2 separate regions of the Gossypium hirsutum genome follow, and region 2 is linked to region 1. A link is a contact called in public Hi-C data. All regions are on one chromosome and are shown on one strand. The core of a region is the stretch at or near the end of the contact, and the rest is flanking DNA. Distances in the headings are between cores, read along the strand shown. Region 1 has its middle 93 kb from the start of LOC107961203. Region 2 holds the start of LOC107957411.

The links. A called contact is a pair of places that touch in the nucleus more often than the background predicts.
Region 2: a Hi-C map of leaf shows a contact between it and region 1, with 2.5 times the contacts expected there. The contact joins the promoter of LOC107957411 here to the enhancer-like site in region 1. A contact is called at or near these places in 4 of 34 Hi-C or Micro-C datasets (fibers, leaf and petal).

The regions. Positions count from the first base shown.
Region 1 is chrA05:37,813,934-37,821,720 of Gossypium_hirsutum_v2.1, forward strand. It overlaps the pseudogene LOC107957413. Among protein-coding and RNA genes, the nearest start is that of LOC107961203, 93 kb to the left of the region's middle. Within about 2 kb of position 5,063, at least 5 of the 9 cell types and tissues checked have an H3K27ac peak or open chromatin away from gene starts, as enhancers often do. A contact at or near this core is called in leaf, where this site is marked.
Region 2 is chrA05:37,996,779-38,004,565 of Gossypium_hirsutum_v2.1, forward strand. LOC107957411 reads right to left here and starts at 4,336. Exons shown (of 3, transcript XM_016892930.2): 1 at 3,973-4,336; 2 at 3,683-3,737; 3 at 72-3,212. The coding sequence starts at 3,149. The coding sequence ends at 189.

The DNA of each region.
Region 1 (7,787 bases), core at 3,813-6,312:
GTTTAGTACTTAAGTTCGTACGAGTGGCATTTAAAGCATGATATATATATCATAACTAAACCAAATTATAAATTGTGTTACACGAAAAATGAATTACATAAATAAGCATGTCGTGTAACGTTTGCTATATGTGTGTATGTCGTCTGTTTATGATATTTATAATATATGAATCTGATATGTATATGTTTGGGGTCGGATATGGTATGATGAAGGAAGTATATACGACAGTATTTACTATAAATATGATGGCTGTAACAGCCCATTTTCAGTGAAGTCAGAACAGTGGCTTCTCGTTACATGGTTTCTACGAGTATACTGATCGATAGTAATTATGCATGTGTTGTGGACTACTACAGCTCTTTGTGAGCGTCCTCTTATATGATTGGTTGTGATCCTGTAAATATTGCGGACATAAACGTAGCTCTTTATGAGCGTCCTGGTATAGGCTTTTTTGGAGCTTCCTAATATGGCTTGCTTGAACTTCCTATTATATGGCTATTCGGAGCTCCCTAACAATAACTCTTCGGAGTTACCTGTTAAGCTCAATGAGCTTCTTGTTTTAAACTCTTATGAGTTTCCTGATTTAGCCCGGATAAGCTTCATGTTACATAGCTCACATGAGCATCCTATTAAATGGCTCGAGAGAGTGCTTCTTGATTATGTGCCCTAATGGGTACCCTTGGATATGAATTGAAGGATTTCTAATTTGTACACTTCGAGTGTACTATCTGTATGTCCATTGATATTTCAAATAAATTCAACAGGTAAAATCCTGACATGAGAAAATATGAACGTGAAATGAATTAATACACGTATCTGCCTGAAATACATGAAAATGATGATATTTGATATATGGAAGTATGAGATGATGATATATGAACATGGAAATTGTTTGATGAATATGTTATCTATGATTATAGATTTGTACATTTCGAGTACAAGTATACTTTCTATTTTTTTATCGATATTTTAAATAGATCAACGGGTAAAATTTTAATATGAAACAATCCGAATTGTGACAAAATATTATGGGTACATACTTGAATTACATGGACATGAATTATACCTGATATTTGAATCCTTGATGTGGAAATCATGAGCATATGGAAAAAGGATTATTATTATTAAGCTCATACAAGTTTATTGATATTCATATGAAATATATATGACTAACATGCTTTGTACATGCTACATGAACACATGATGAGAGAAATATTTGAACATATAAATGATATCACTTGATATATTGAAGCATGGTATGATTGATACACAAATGTGGAACATGCTTAATGACTTTTGTTCATATATAATCCGGTATATGCCTGAAATAGATGAAACTGATATTACAAAACATGTTGAAATGTGTAATGGATGGTACATGTGTATAAAATTTGCTTGATGATTATGTAAATTTGTGATTATGGAATATTATATGGATTACAGTGATTAACTTGTTGATGAAGATATGTGTTTAGGCACTTGGTCAACATGACTTGGCAATGAATTGTATGCTTACCTTATATATAATAGTGGTAAGTTAAATTCAATGTTATATGAACTTGCTAAGCTTTAAAAGCTTACCCTGTTTTATTTTTCCCTATGTTAGAGTAATTCGAAAACTCGTTGGGTTGGAAGCTTGGCAGAGATATTTCACACTTAGCATGGCAGAGATAAGGTTTTGCAGAGCAGGTCGTGTGCGATTAAGCAACCCGTGTGGCTAGAACGTGTGAGACACACGACCGTGTAAAAATGTTCAAATCGTGTGAGTGGACCGTGTGGACCACACGAGATAGGTTTTTGGGTCATGTGGGCCTTTTTGGCCAATTGTAGGGCCCAATTAAGGGTCATTTAGGGGACCTGATATCGTAAGCTAAAACTAAATTATAAGTTGTGGTATACGAAAAATGAATTATGTAAATAAGCATGTCATGTAACGTTTGCTACATGTGTATATGTCATTTGTTTATGATATGTATACTATATGAATCTGATTTGTATATGTTTGGGGTGGGATATGTTATGATAGAGGAAGTGTATATGGCAATATTTACTGCAAATATGACAACTCGACTGCAAAGCTATATGTATGGCAGCTCAGTTGTAATTTGATGAGTGGCACACCGTCACATATTGGTATGATTGGATGGATAGACTTGTGTAGTCCAATATGGTGTGATTGGCTGGACGGAGGTAGTGTGTAGCAGATGGGGGTAGGATATTATGCATGTTATGATTTGATATGATATGTTTGATATGACCTAGCATGATGTACTATGGTATAATAAGCTACAAATCATATCAGATCTAATATGATATGAGATATGTGAAAAATAAGTTCTGTGATATACTATTAAAAGTATTCTTTTATATACTGTGGGTGTGGGTCGAATTGCACATTGGGCTTTAAGCTCACAATATTGTTTGTTTGTCTTGTCTTAGGTAACCCTTCAAACTAGGATTAGACGGCGACATAGAGCTCGGAGTTTCACGTTTTTTTTAAACTAAGAATTTTGGGTTGTTTTGCTTTATTCAAATTGGATATTACAGAGATTTTGATTGGGTTTGTTAATTTTGGATATTTTACGTTTGTTAGGTTATTAGGGTCGTCAGTACAAATTATTATCAAGCTAAGACTTAAACCGGGTTACGACACCTAATTTAAGATAACTAAAATGAATACCAATTTTTCAAACAATGGGAATTTAAATTTTTTTTTCCATTGCAAAACAAATTACATGATTTCGTGAAATAGGGTTTTTGATATAAAAATGTGACGTGGGAATTTACTTATAAATTTTGAAACACTATTAAGCTCCAAAGTTTCTAAGTAGTTAAAATGATATATTTGATTTCAAAAGTTTTACTTGTTTTTCCAAGTCTGCTATATTTGTTTGTAACTTCTACTTAAGCATTGTATCGTTCCCAAACTGATTATAATATTTAGGCTAGGTTGGGAGTGTTACAGTTGTAACCTTCATAATCCGACCATTACTTCTAGGTTGAGTTTGGAGTGTTACAAACTTGTTGCATTTTCAAACAAATCTGTATTTAATGTATTATTGATGTATAAATTTATATATGGAGATTAAATTAAGTAATGAAATGTGTTAAAAATTTTAATTAACTACTAAAAAAGTTTAATATATTACCAAAAAAAAGTTTGATTATGTTTATTTGATTTTGAGGGATTTTCTTAAGTGTGATACATTATCAATATAAATATTTATATTGTGACAACATATTAAATACATAACATAAAAAGTATATTCCTACATGCGATAAATAGGCTTCACACGAAGATTAGTCTTCCTTGGCAACGAGACACCAAAGTTCTCAATCATGTCCAATTCATTTGGCGACATTCCATCAGGCAGCTCCCAATCAAAACAATGGACCAATTGAGCTAGAATAAGTTTAACTGTGATTAACCCTAATTTCTTACCTGGGCATAATCTACGTCCTGCACCAAATGGAATAAGTTCAAAATCATGTCCATGAAGGTCTATTTTGCTATCAATGAACCTTTCTGGAGAGAACTCTTCAACATTATTAGGCCAAACATTAGGATCTCTCCCAATTGCCCAAATGTTTACTAAGACCCTAGACTTTTTCGGTATATAATAACCATCAATAACTATGTCCTCTATTGACTCACGAGGAACTAGCAAAGGTGCAATAGGATGCAGCCTTAAAGTTTCTCTCACAACCATGTCTAAGTACTCCAATTTTGGTAAATCATTTTCCTCCACGATTCTCTTATTCCCGAAAATGCTTTCTAACTCTTGTTGGAGTTTCAGCATTACCCTCGGATGCCTTATGAGCTCTGATAATGCCCACTCTAATGTGGCAGCTGAAGTGTCGGAGCCACCCACAATCATATCTAATATTATGGCTTTGATACTATTTCGATCCATTATATCACCATTGGGATTCATTGTTTGATCTAACTCTGTAAGCAACACACCGACGAAATCATCTTGCTTTTTCTGTAGATGATCGTCAATGACCGCCTCAAGGGCATAGTCAAGTTTTTCACCAAGTGTCCTTGTGGAGGCTTTAATTCCCTATATAGTTGAAAATAATCAACACCATTCACTCAGGGGTTGTTGGTAATGTATATTGCTAATTTGTTTTGATATGGTATATTAAAATACACAGCAACACCATACCTGTAGGTCGAAAGCACCAAGAAAAGGCACAAAATCTGCAAGATTGAAAACTCCTGCAATTTTAGTAAGCTCTTCAACAAGATCGATGAGGTTAAATTCCTTATACTTCTTCACAGGCCCCAAAACCATCATCAAAGTCATCTCTCCATTAATTTCTGCTAGCTTCTTACTGATGTTAACCACTTCTTTTGCTGTTGCAGCTTCCTTCAAAGATTCAGTGAAATGCATTAGCACCTCCTTCCTTGTAGGTGCAAACGATTCAATTTTCGATGGAGTAAAAAGTTGCATATTACAAATCTTCCTCACACTGCGCCAATATGGTCCATGTTCTGTGAATGCTATGCCCCTTTGGCTATTAGAAATTGATTGTAGGACTTGGAACTTTTGGCCTACTTGCGAAAATAGCGTCATGTGTCTTAAGAAACATCTCGGCGACTGGAGGGGATGAAACAACAACGGTTGGCACAGAACCTAGCCTTATGGACATCATAGGACCATATTTCTTGGCCAAGTGATAAAGGGATTGGTGTGGAAGAATGCCTAATATGTGGAGATTTCCAATGATTGGCAAGGGTCGAGGACCAGGGAGGGCTTCCCCTTTTCCTTTGCCATGTTTCCTTGATGAAATGTAAAATAGAACGTAGAAGAAAGAGCAGAGAACTGCAAGGACCGTGAGAAAAGTGATTGCTGAAGGAGCCATTCTTAGTAATTAATTCACATAAACGATATGCTTCTATTGTCTATTGCTTCCCCCTTTTACTTGTACATTTATATATCAAATATCAATTCTTTTATAGATGTTTAATAGAAATGGACAAAAAAGGTGGGACAACTCTTCAGCCATCATATTAGACATGACATCAATCTCTATTACTAGCCATCACAAATTATTTTATTGATTATTTTATAGATATTGTCTATTGCTATCACCCTTTCTTCCTGTACAGTATAGCAACGTGCAGGTCTTTTGTATCGAATTTTTCATGGTTAATATTGAGAATTTTATTATTTAGGGATTTATAAATGTTCAATTTTAAATTTAATTAAAATTTAATATGATTATTAAATAAAATGTTTGAGAAAAAAATAATCCGATCCTTACCTTATCTTAGACTTCTTTTGGGTGGTAATGAAATTAAAAAGGCCGTGACACTAAAATTAATTATTATAATAATAAAATTAAAAATCAATTGTGGATATGTATTTATATCATGAGATTAGAAATTATTAAATTAAATTATATATAATAAGTAATTGTATTTCATATTAAATTAAGTATATATGGAATTTATATTTAAGTTAAATAATATTTTTTAAAATAAATAGTTGAATTTTTATTATTCACGTATTTATGATTAATTCATATAAATTTTATACTAATCGAATTTTTATATTTACTGAATTATTATAAAATTTTGTTATATATTTATTTTAAAATGTGTTTATATTAAATATTAAAGTATATTAATTTTTTATATCAAATAATAATTAAAATACGTTTAATATATAAAAAAAGTTTACATATATTTATTAGATCATTATATAAGAAATAAAATTTATGTCATTTTTATAATAATAAAATTTTCATAATTATTAAATTTATAATTATTATATAATATATATGTGTAAATTGTGTATTGAAAAGTAATACTTTATTAATAATACAAAAACAATGAAGTTCACACCCTCAACCACTGCGAATATATATAATCCTAGAAAACCCATAAAAAGGTTAAAAATGGGAACAAAGATCTCATTGTAGATACGTTTTTCTTAACCGGTGCTTAGAAGTACTTAGGGTTAGTGTTGCTTGTAAACATTATAGTTTAGTCTTAATTTGATCTTAGGTTAATATTAGAGTTTCTGTAAGCTTGTATAAGATTCGAAAATGAATATGAATCATTTTATATACTTATTTTATTTGTATTACAATGTTTAATGTTGTAAATCGTATTCTATTCTGACCATAGTTGTTCCGACAACGAATGTGACATCTTGTAACTCGAACTTAACAATTGAGTTGAGTATATAGTGTTACAAGTACAGAAAATCGCCATTGATATCCTCCAGCAACAAATATGTTTTGTAGTAAAAATAGGTAATGGAAAAGGACCCTATTGCCAAATTTATCTATGATCAATATGGTTCTAGCGAGCCTTAGTATTATTGCTCGGGCAACATACTTCATGCCTATATCTACCACAACCACCGTTAACACTTTAAGGAACTGGTCCAACCATGTATCTAGGATAAACGACCCCACAATCAGGGGCGAAGCTAGGGGGCTGACATGGGCCCTGCCCCCTTAAAATGTAAAATTATTATTTAGGCCCTTAAAATTTTTTTAAAATTTTAAATTAGTAAAGGTAAAATTACACTTTGGCCCCCCTAAAATTATGAAAATTCAATTTAATCCTTTAAAATTATAAAGATATAGATTATAAAAAATTAAAATTTCATCCCGCCCCCCTAAAAAATTGTTCTAGCTTCGCCCCTGCCCACTATCTTATCATCTGGAGGAGCTACTCCAAGGTAATCATTACAAACATTAGTCAAAGGCATTCTAGCATCCCCTGCTACGACCAACCCATCAATAGGTGACTAGAGAATGAAAACTACGTCTTTGAGGGTGATAGTACACTTTCGTCCCGACTGTTCAATCAATGTAGCAGTCAAATATGAGAAAATTGTGCATGACCTCATTTCAAGACATACCTGAATTTGAAAACGTTCATATATTCACGAATTTGATCATCTATCGACCCTAAATCAAGCTTAGCCTGGCCCTGGTTATGAAGAATGCGATCAACATCTTGTCAATTTATTTAGTCAATCAATCAAATAAAAGAATTAAATATATTTTTAGAATATCATAACTATTAAATTAAATTTACCGCAGCTTGTAGTTCATCAAACACGTGATCTAATCTAAGCCATGCCATACCTGAAATTTGTTTCGCACAAACCTAAAATTTTAGAAATACAATTTTCAAACCCTAAACATATATTTCATAGTATCAAATTTCACAACATTCTGCATACAATAATTACTTAATAATTTCCAAATCAATAATTACTTAAAAATACACATTTTCTATAAAAATAAAAATTTATTTAGCATAATAACGATAAACATAAACCAACATTTCTATAACTACAAAAATTAAATAACAATAAACATATCATTTAATAAAAACAAATACTAATTTAATAAAAATAATTATTTATTTAACATAAAAATGTATAACCTTAAACCAAATTTTCTATAACTTTAAAAATTAAATATGAAAATTCATATACCAATAAATTCATTTATGTAACAATCCATACCTGGCCTAGACAACAAGGCCAAGCCTAGAGAGTTACAACTAGAGGTGTTCATGGGTCGGGCCGGGTCGGACCGGGTTCGGGTCGGGCTCAACTAAAAAATATATCCATTTATTGGGCTCGGGCCGGGCTGGGCCCAAAAACGGGCCTAAAATTTTGCCCAAGCCTGACCCAGATAAAAATACTAAAACACGGGCTCGACCTGGCCCGCCCGTGTTAATTTTTATATTATTTATATATATAATACATCAAAAATACTAAAAATATCGAAATAAATATTTCCCAACAAAT
Region 2 (7,787 bases), core at 3,086-5,585, 180 kb after region 1:
AGAATTGAACTTCCTGGGAGATTGAATCAGTAGATTTCAAACACAATGTAAATTCAAAACTGTAAGGCATCTCATTCAAAGTTAAAATGGTATAAAAAATATTCTATGAATTGCTGTTTACAAGAGTTTTATTTGTAAACTTTGTATAATCTACACTGTAAATTTTGCTAACAAAGAAATATAGGGATCTATGGTGAAGTATGAGCTTGAACATTTGCTAGAAGCCGGGTGAGTTTGCTTAGAGTTTCACGAGCGGCTACTGTATCCGGATGATCCTCACCACTGATCGAGTTCCGAATAAAAATGGCTTTCCGGATTAGGTCATCTCCTATGTCGAATTGCCCCCCTCTTAGCATTAACTTTGCCCTGGTTTCTAGCATGGTGGCTCTCGTTAATGCCAGTTCCTGCCAAAGACATGGATTCAATTGCGCGTTCGTTCTGATAGGCCCCCAACAAAGTGATTTGTCCAACCATTTCTCGACTGGGGTAACAAATGCCTGGTCTGCAGCCTCCAAAGCATCGGTGCATAGTCGGAGGAGTTCCAGAGCAGCACTGCACCGGGAGAATACCATGAATGTCCGAATTGCAAGAGGCAAAATCACTTCTTTGACAATGTACAATAATTCCGACACCCTGAGCTCAACAACTGTTGGATCATTTCCAAATCCGAATAGCAAGAAACATACTGCCCATATATGTTCTGAGTGGTGGGATAATGACGCATGACTTACTACAGCTTGAACCATGGCATGTGAAACTCCTGTAACTCCTCTCCTCCGAGCGTACATCCTGATGACTTCGTTGAAATGGATATAACCTTCCTTGGTACTACTTCTTGCTAAATTAAATCTTAGCAACATGGAAGATGCTTCAGACTCGAATCTTTTGGAGTAACACGAAGAAAAGCCACAAGTCAAGGAACATAATAGTTTTCTCCAAAACCGGGTTCCTTTATGTTTCTCAGGTATCTTGTGAGCAGCTAGTGCTAACAGGGAAACCCGAATCGCAGCAGGTGCAAACCAACCACTCACCTGAACCATTCTCGTTGCTAAACTCCTTGGGCCATCCGCATGATCAAATATCGAAAAACATACCTCGAAGAGTTGCAGGAGGAATGTGTTTTTCCTCAATGAATGAGTTTCCCTACCACTCCATGAGAAGTCTCTCGAGGGCAGCCGGTTGATGGTATCCAGTAGCCGGCTCGGATTTATAGGTAGCTCGGATAAGATTGCGCCTACAATCGCTAGGCCCAAAGTTAGCCTTCCGACTTTCTCCTCAATGACTCTGAGAACATCGATCTCTGCAATAGGGTAGTCTTTTACACTTCCCTGCATTAATGACATTGCCTCTACTCCAGACAAGTACGAGAGTTTTAAAGGTTCTAAATTTATCACACGGGGAAGGCGAGTTGATATTAGAATGTGAGTCTCTCCGCCAAAACGAGGAAGAAGATCCATTACAAACTTTTGATCCCACCAATCCTTTTCACTCTCCAAATTATCAATCACCAACAGAAAAGGTATGTTTCTCATTAGCTCTTTTCGGACTCGAGAAATGGCCGCCTCCTCTTGCTCCTCGAAGCTTTTCATTCGCCTTTTGTCTATGCAGTTTTCAACCCCGACATCGACGTCCAAAAACGACCAGAGATTTAGATAATTCTGCCTAATGTACCTGCTTTCCCCACCTATCCATAGAACCATCTTATACCTCTGGTGATATCTGTAGGCAAACTCGAGAAGAAGCTCAGTCTTCCCTATTCCGGAGTCCCCCGTTACACAGGCAATACCCTTTCCATATATGAATTTCGCTGGTCTCTTTCTTCGTGAATTCCGTCCACTGCTTCTTGGTCTTTGATAGCGCTGCCTTTCGGTGCTTTGCATCTCAATCTCCTTTTCCGACTCCTTCCAAATGACTGGTTCTTTACCCTTTCGACTACCATTCTCCCAATTGCATTCCCTACGTCTTTCCTCCAATGATCTGCTCTTACTCCACCCGATTGTCAAATGCTTTCTCTTTGATCTAGCCTTAAGTTCGAAATAATCTCTTTCGGATTCTCCTGAAATGTCACCAAAAAGTATAAATTCTAGCTCAGACAATTCTTTCTTCCTGCCGATGAAGTTTTCATTTCGAGGAAACGGGAATTCCTCTTTGTCTACTTTTTCTCTCCACTTCGTTAACCGATCTACAACACTTCGTCTTCCTAACCGCATTGCCAAATGGGTTACAGCTCGTAATATGCAGTCTCTCCAACAACCCTCCAGAGCTTCCAGTTTCCATGCATCGGCTTGAACAAGGCCATTAACGGCTTCCTTCCACTCCTTCTCCAATCCTCCATACGAAATCCATAACTCACCCCCATGTTTTTCCCATAGCTCTCCCCTCTTCTCAACTATATCCCGGACAAGACAATCACCGATATTCAAATCAAAATAGATCGGAACCAAGTTTTTCTTGCTCGAAAAAAATCTAAGCTCCTCAATAGTATATGGATTCCTGAATGACTTCTTTGTTAGAATCAAAACACCAAAGGAAGAAACATCCATTGCCCTTTCTATACGTCCATGCTTACGCGAGTTCCTAAAACGAGCTCCATCGGATACAAAGCAACTCAACCCTTGAACTTCCAATTCAGCACGGAGCCAATTCGTGAACCTCAGCAAGGAAGGTTTCCGACCATGTAACCCGATGTAAACATCGTAACTGCTTTGCTGATAAGACGATAATGATATCGGAACAGGGGAAAACATCATATCATGGCTTCTTATATGCCTTCTGTGTTTCTCTATAATACCAGAAAAACCATTGTCATGCAAATGGCCATAAGTGCATGATGAGTGGTCGAATTTCGGGAAATCACTTGAAACACAAGCAGCCGGCATTAATGACACGTCCGAAACAGCAAATCCAACATTTGCAAGGCATTTAGGATCTGGAATTCCAGAACTCGAACTTGGAGGATCAGCACTTAAATTAGTACTATCACATTGAACATCAAACCGTGCTGATTCAGACAACTGACAGGTCGATGATCTCGGGGAAAAGAACGGTGACTGATTTGCAGAAAAGAATGCCGACGAAGATGATGACATAGTTCTAGACGTTGTTGTCGGTAGCAACCCCAACCGGCCGCTATCTTCTCCGAGATCCATATTTAAGACACTTCCTCTCTCGAGCCAGATCCCATAAGTGCAATCAATGTATGAGAAGCCAATCTGAAACAAAAAGGGATTGAAATTAAACAATAAGAAAACATGAAAACACCAAAGAAAGACATGTATTTATTTTGTCCGAAACCAAATCCATACCAGCGATGTTTTAGTTTAACAAACATCAATGTCATTATAGTAAACAAAAAACTAACAATTACAGACACCAAATTCATACATTTTCAAAGCAAAACTCAGAAATAAATATTTCAAATCTTTGAAACACAAAGAATATGAATCAGACTAACAAATATGGCTTTAAAGAAAGCTAAATTGAAGCATAGATTTATTCAAAGACTCGTCATTTTTCTTGATACATTAGAACATACTCATATCCGATGCTCACAAGTCACAACCGACTAACATAGTTCGAAAAATCAAAAAAATGAAAAGAGAAACATGAAAGTAATGAGTAGAGTTTAAGCTCTAGAACATTACAGATCTAAAGAAGCAATTTTCAGATCTGAGGAACTTACTTGGCTTCAAACAATGTCTGCCGAATCGATCAGAAACAAATTTAGCTTCACAAAACTGCAAAACAAAGCAAATAATTAGCCAAAATATATATAAAAAAGATGTATTTTTTATGGCAAAATTGATAACATTTTCGAGTTCGACAATGAAATAGACAAAGTTCTACCAAAGCTAAATCGCGCAAAGGAATTAGTTTTAACCATTAAAACTTAGATTTGATAAAAACCCATTCTTAGAAACAGATTAAACAAAGCAAAGATTTTGAACAATGTTGCCAAGAATCAAAGATTACCTTACTAAAAAGTTGAAAACAGAAAGAACCCAAGATTTGGTAATGGCATCCGAAAACCAAAAGCCTCAACTTGTCCTAAAAACACACACACTTGTTTTGCTTGTTTCTCTTATCTTTTTTTTCTTGTCTTTTTAAAGAACACAATGTCTATAGAAACAAGATTTTCTCTTTCTATGTCTTTGTCTATAGTATTTTTGGGGCTAACAAAGAAGAAGAAACAGCGTTGAAGAAGAGGGGAGGAATGGGACCCAAAAAGATGACCTGACGAGGTATGGGTTGATAGACTCCACTTCACTGCATTCTTCTTTATATATATACACTTTTTTTTTTTGGCTGACAAGACAAAATCCAATGTGTTTTACGGCTTCTGGATTCACATTTGAACATGGTATGGGGTTTTGTTTTTGTCCACTGTTGTTCTTCCTGTGGGTAAAAACAGTAATTTAGACTGGATATGATTATAAGATGTACATAAAAAAATTAACAAAAATATTTGTATATTTTTTAATTAAAATTTTATAACAAATAATAGGTTTAATCTCATAAAATGAAATGTAAAATTTTAGAAAGACGTAATTTCATTTTTACAACAAAAGACTAAAATATTAAATAAAATCAAAATAGAAACTGAGTATCCAATGCCAATGCCGGTGGTATTGTTAGCTTTCAGCTGTTCTTTGGTTTTAAGGTTACCACTAGGGAACCAAACATAGTACTTTGGTTTTCGAAACCCAACAAAAGTGTTTCTCGTTTTACTCTTTTTGAGATGATTTTTATTCATAATTTACAATGCAAAAGTTCACATTGTCATAATCGCCCTTTAATAATTGACATATTTCAGTCAATCATTATTTCTTTATTTTCTCTTTATCAAGTTGATTGTTTTAAATATTCTTTTAGTTTTTATTATAAATATCTTTGTACAATAATTTTTCAAGAAAAAAATATATTATTGGATAATTTGCTGAAAATTCCACAAACCATTCAATAACTACGGTCTCCTTATTATAATTATAATGGTAAATTTTGTAGTTTTGGTCTCTTTATTATAATAACATTTGAGATTTGATTTTTATATTTTAATTTAACATATGATATTAGTTAGTCTAAATATTTAACATTCTTAATTATTTTGATTAATTTTTTATGTCATATGTAAATTATATTATAATTTGACATATGACATTTGGTTTTTTTAGTCATTATAATATAATAGTTGCAGCTTCAATCTTTTTACTATGCTCACATTTGGGATTTAGTCATTATATTTTAATTTAACATCATTTGATCATCTACTTTTACGATTGCATTAGTTAGCTTAAATAATTAGAATCTTTATCTCAAATAATTAGAATCCTTAATTATATCGATAAAAATAATTACGTGAATTTCTCTTGAAATCACCTTTCTAACACAATATATATATGCATAAAGTTGGAATGGGTATTTTTTAAAAAAAATTAAACTTAATATTTTGAGCAAAATAATTAAGGATATCAATTATTTCAACTAACCAATGATATTAAAGAGAGAAACCAAAAATCAAAATTATATCAAATTAAAGAATAGATACGGAATTCTATATTTAACACAGTAAACAAGCCATAACCATTATTTGATCTAAATCAATTTATGTCTAACACAATCATTTATCATTTGATTTTTTCTATAAAAAAGTTAATTTAATTGTAAAAAAAATAGGGATAAAAAATATGTTTGAGTGAAATTCATTAATATTTCATTATTGATATTAAATAGTTTTGGTAGACATCATTATTACCTACAAAATTTTACGAAAAACATTTACAAAGGATTTGCCCAGGGGAAAATATACAAATTTAATATAAGTAGAGCGTTGTGTGTGAGAATTTATAGAGGTAGAGGAAAAGGAATGACATCACATGACAATGATAAAGAAAAAAAAAAGGGAATTTAACAGAACACCACACTAATCTTTATTCTGCAAATAGTTAACAAAGTCTGGCCAATCTTCCTTTTTGGTCATAAAAAAAATTACTTTCACATTGAATGCAACTTGGTAAAAGAGAAAAAATAAATTCTTTTTGTGATGTAATTTCTTATATATTACAATTAAATTATTATTACATTTAATAATTTCATTTTTATACTATCTGAAATTTGCAATGGATTTTATTATTTTAAAATATTCACTAATTTGTAAAATGGATTTGGTGTTCGAAAGTGTTTATGTTTAACCTCTTTGGTCGGTCACGGGAGCATAATATTTATCATATTATTGCTTCTCGGGTTTTAAAAATGTAAGGTTAATGAAATGAAATGGAAAAATAAAATAAAATGATAATTAATCAAAACTAAATAAATTAAAGGATAATTTTTTTATTTTGTTCATTTAATTAAAAGAGTTACAATTTGATCATTGAAATATTTGAAAGTTTTTATTCAAGTCATTGAACTATTTAAAGGTTTTTTTATTTTAAAAAGTCATTGAGTTGTTAAGCTTTTTTTTTTAAGTTTCGCCAGTAAATTTCAAGTAACGATTCAATGGTTGGTATGGTAGATCAATACCAATCGCCAAGTAAAAAAATATATATTAAATCCAAGTTAATCTAATAGTAAATGTTATAAATTAGAGAAAAAAATCTAAATTTTAATTCAAAGATTCATGAAGTCCAAAGTTGTTTAATAAAAAAATTAATTATAGAAGATGAGGAGAAAGAAAGTTTTCTATTGATACATAGAGTGCAAACAATAAAAGCTTTTAAATAATTTAATAATTAAATTCTAATTTTTTAATTAAGTAACTAAATAAAAAACTTCTCCTAATTGAATGGTTTCGGATATGCTAATTAGAATTACCAAATATTGATGGTAGAATATAATATGTTTTTTTTTAAACAGTAACTTAAAAAAAATAGTAAATAATAAATAAATAAACAAATAATATCCCTATCTACCAAAGGACTGTTTGGTTGACTTATTTAGTTTCAATTCAGTACTTATTTCAGTTAGCTTTTCTTCTGCATTTTTACCATGTGGGGTCCTCAAAGTGTAAGATGAACATGGACACACTGAAATGTGTCTTATCGGAAAATAATAGATTTTTAAATGTGATATGGTTATTCATTCAATATAAAATAATTAAAATGTGATGTAATAAAAATATTATTCTTGTAAAAAATACTTATGAATTTTATTAAAATATAAAATAAATTAAAATATGAAAATACAAAAGAAATACACCATTTATCGTATTTAAAAAAATCATTGGTGTCATAATAAATAATTATGTTCCTATCGACCGAAGGACTGTTCGGTTGACTTAAAATGATTACTTTTTTCATTTTTAATTGCATTTTTATTTTATTTTATTTTTTAGATATAATAAGTCCAAAATGCTACTTTGGTAGCCCTTGGCTGATATCACATGCTTCCATGTGAGAAGACATTAACGGAGGGCTCTGATTTCTTTGCAATCATAATCAATCAATGGTTGGCTTTTGAACACGTTTAAAAAAATATTTTTTAATGAAAAAAAAGAAACTTCTGTGATTTTTGTTGGGCATATATTCACAATAAAATGCTTATTTTTATTTTATGTAATATAAAGTAATTAAAATATAATGAGATATTAATTATAAATTTTAATAGTTCAAATCACAATGTAATTTCATATTTTATCACAATTTATCTAGTCAAAAATTTTATCTAGTTTTAATATAATAGTAAAAATATTTTCTTTTTTATTTGAATAGTTTAAATTATAATGAAAGTTTAATTCATTATTTATCAGATTTTAATTTATAATAAAGTGCAATTTTAATTTATATATAAAT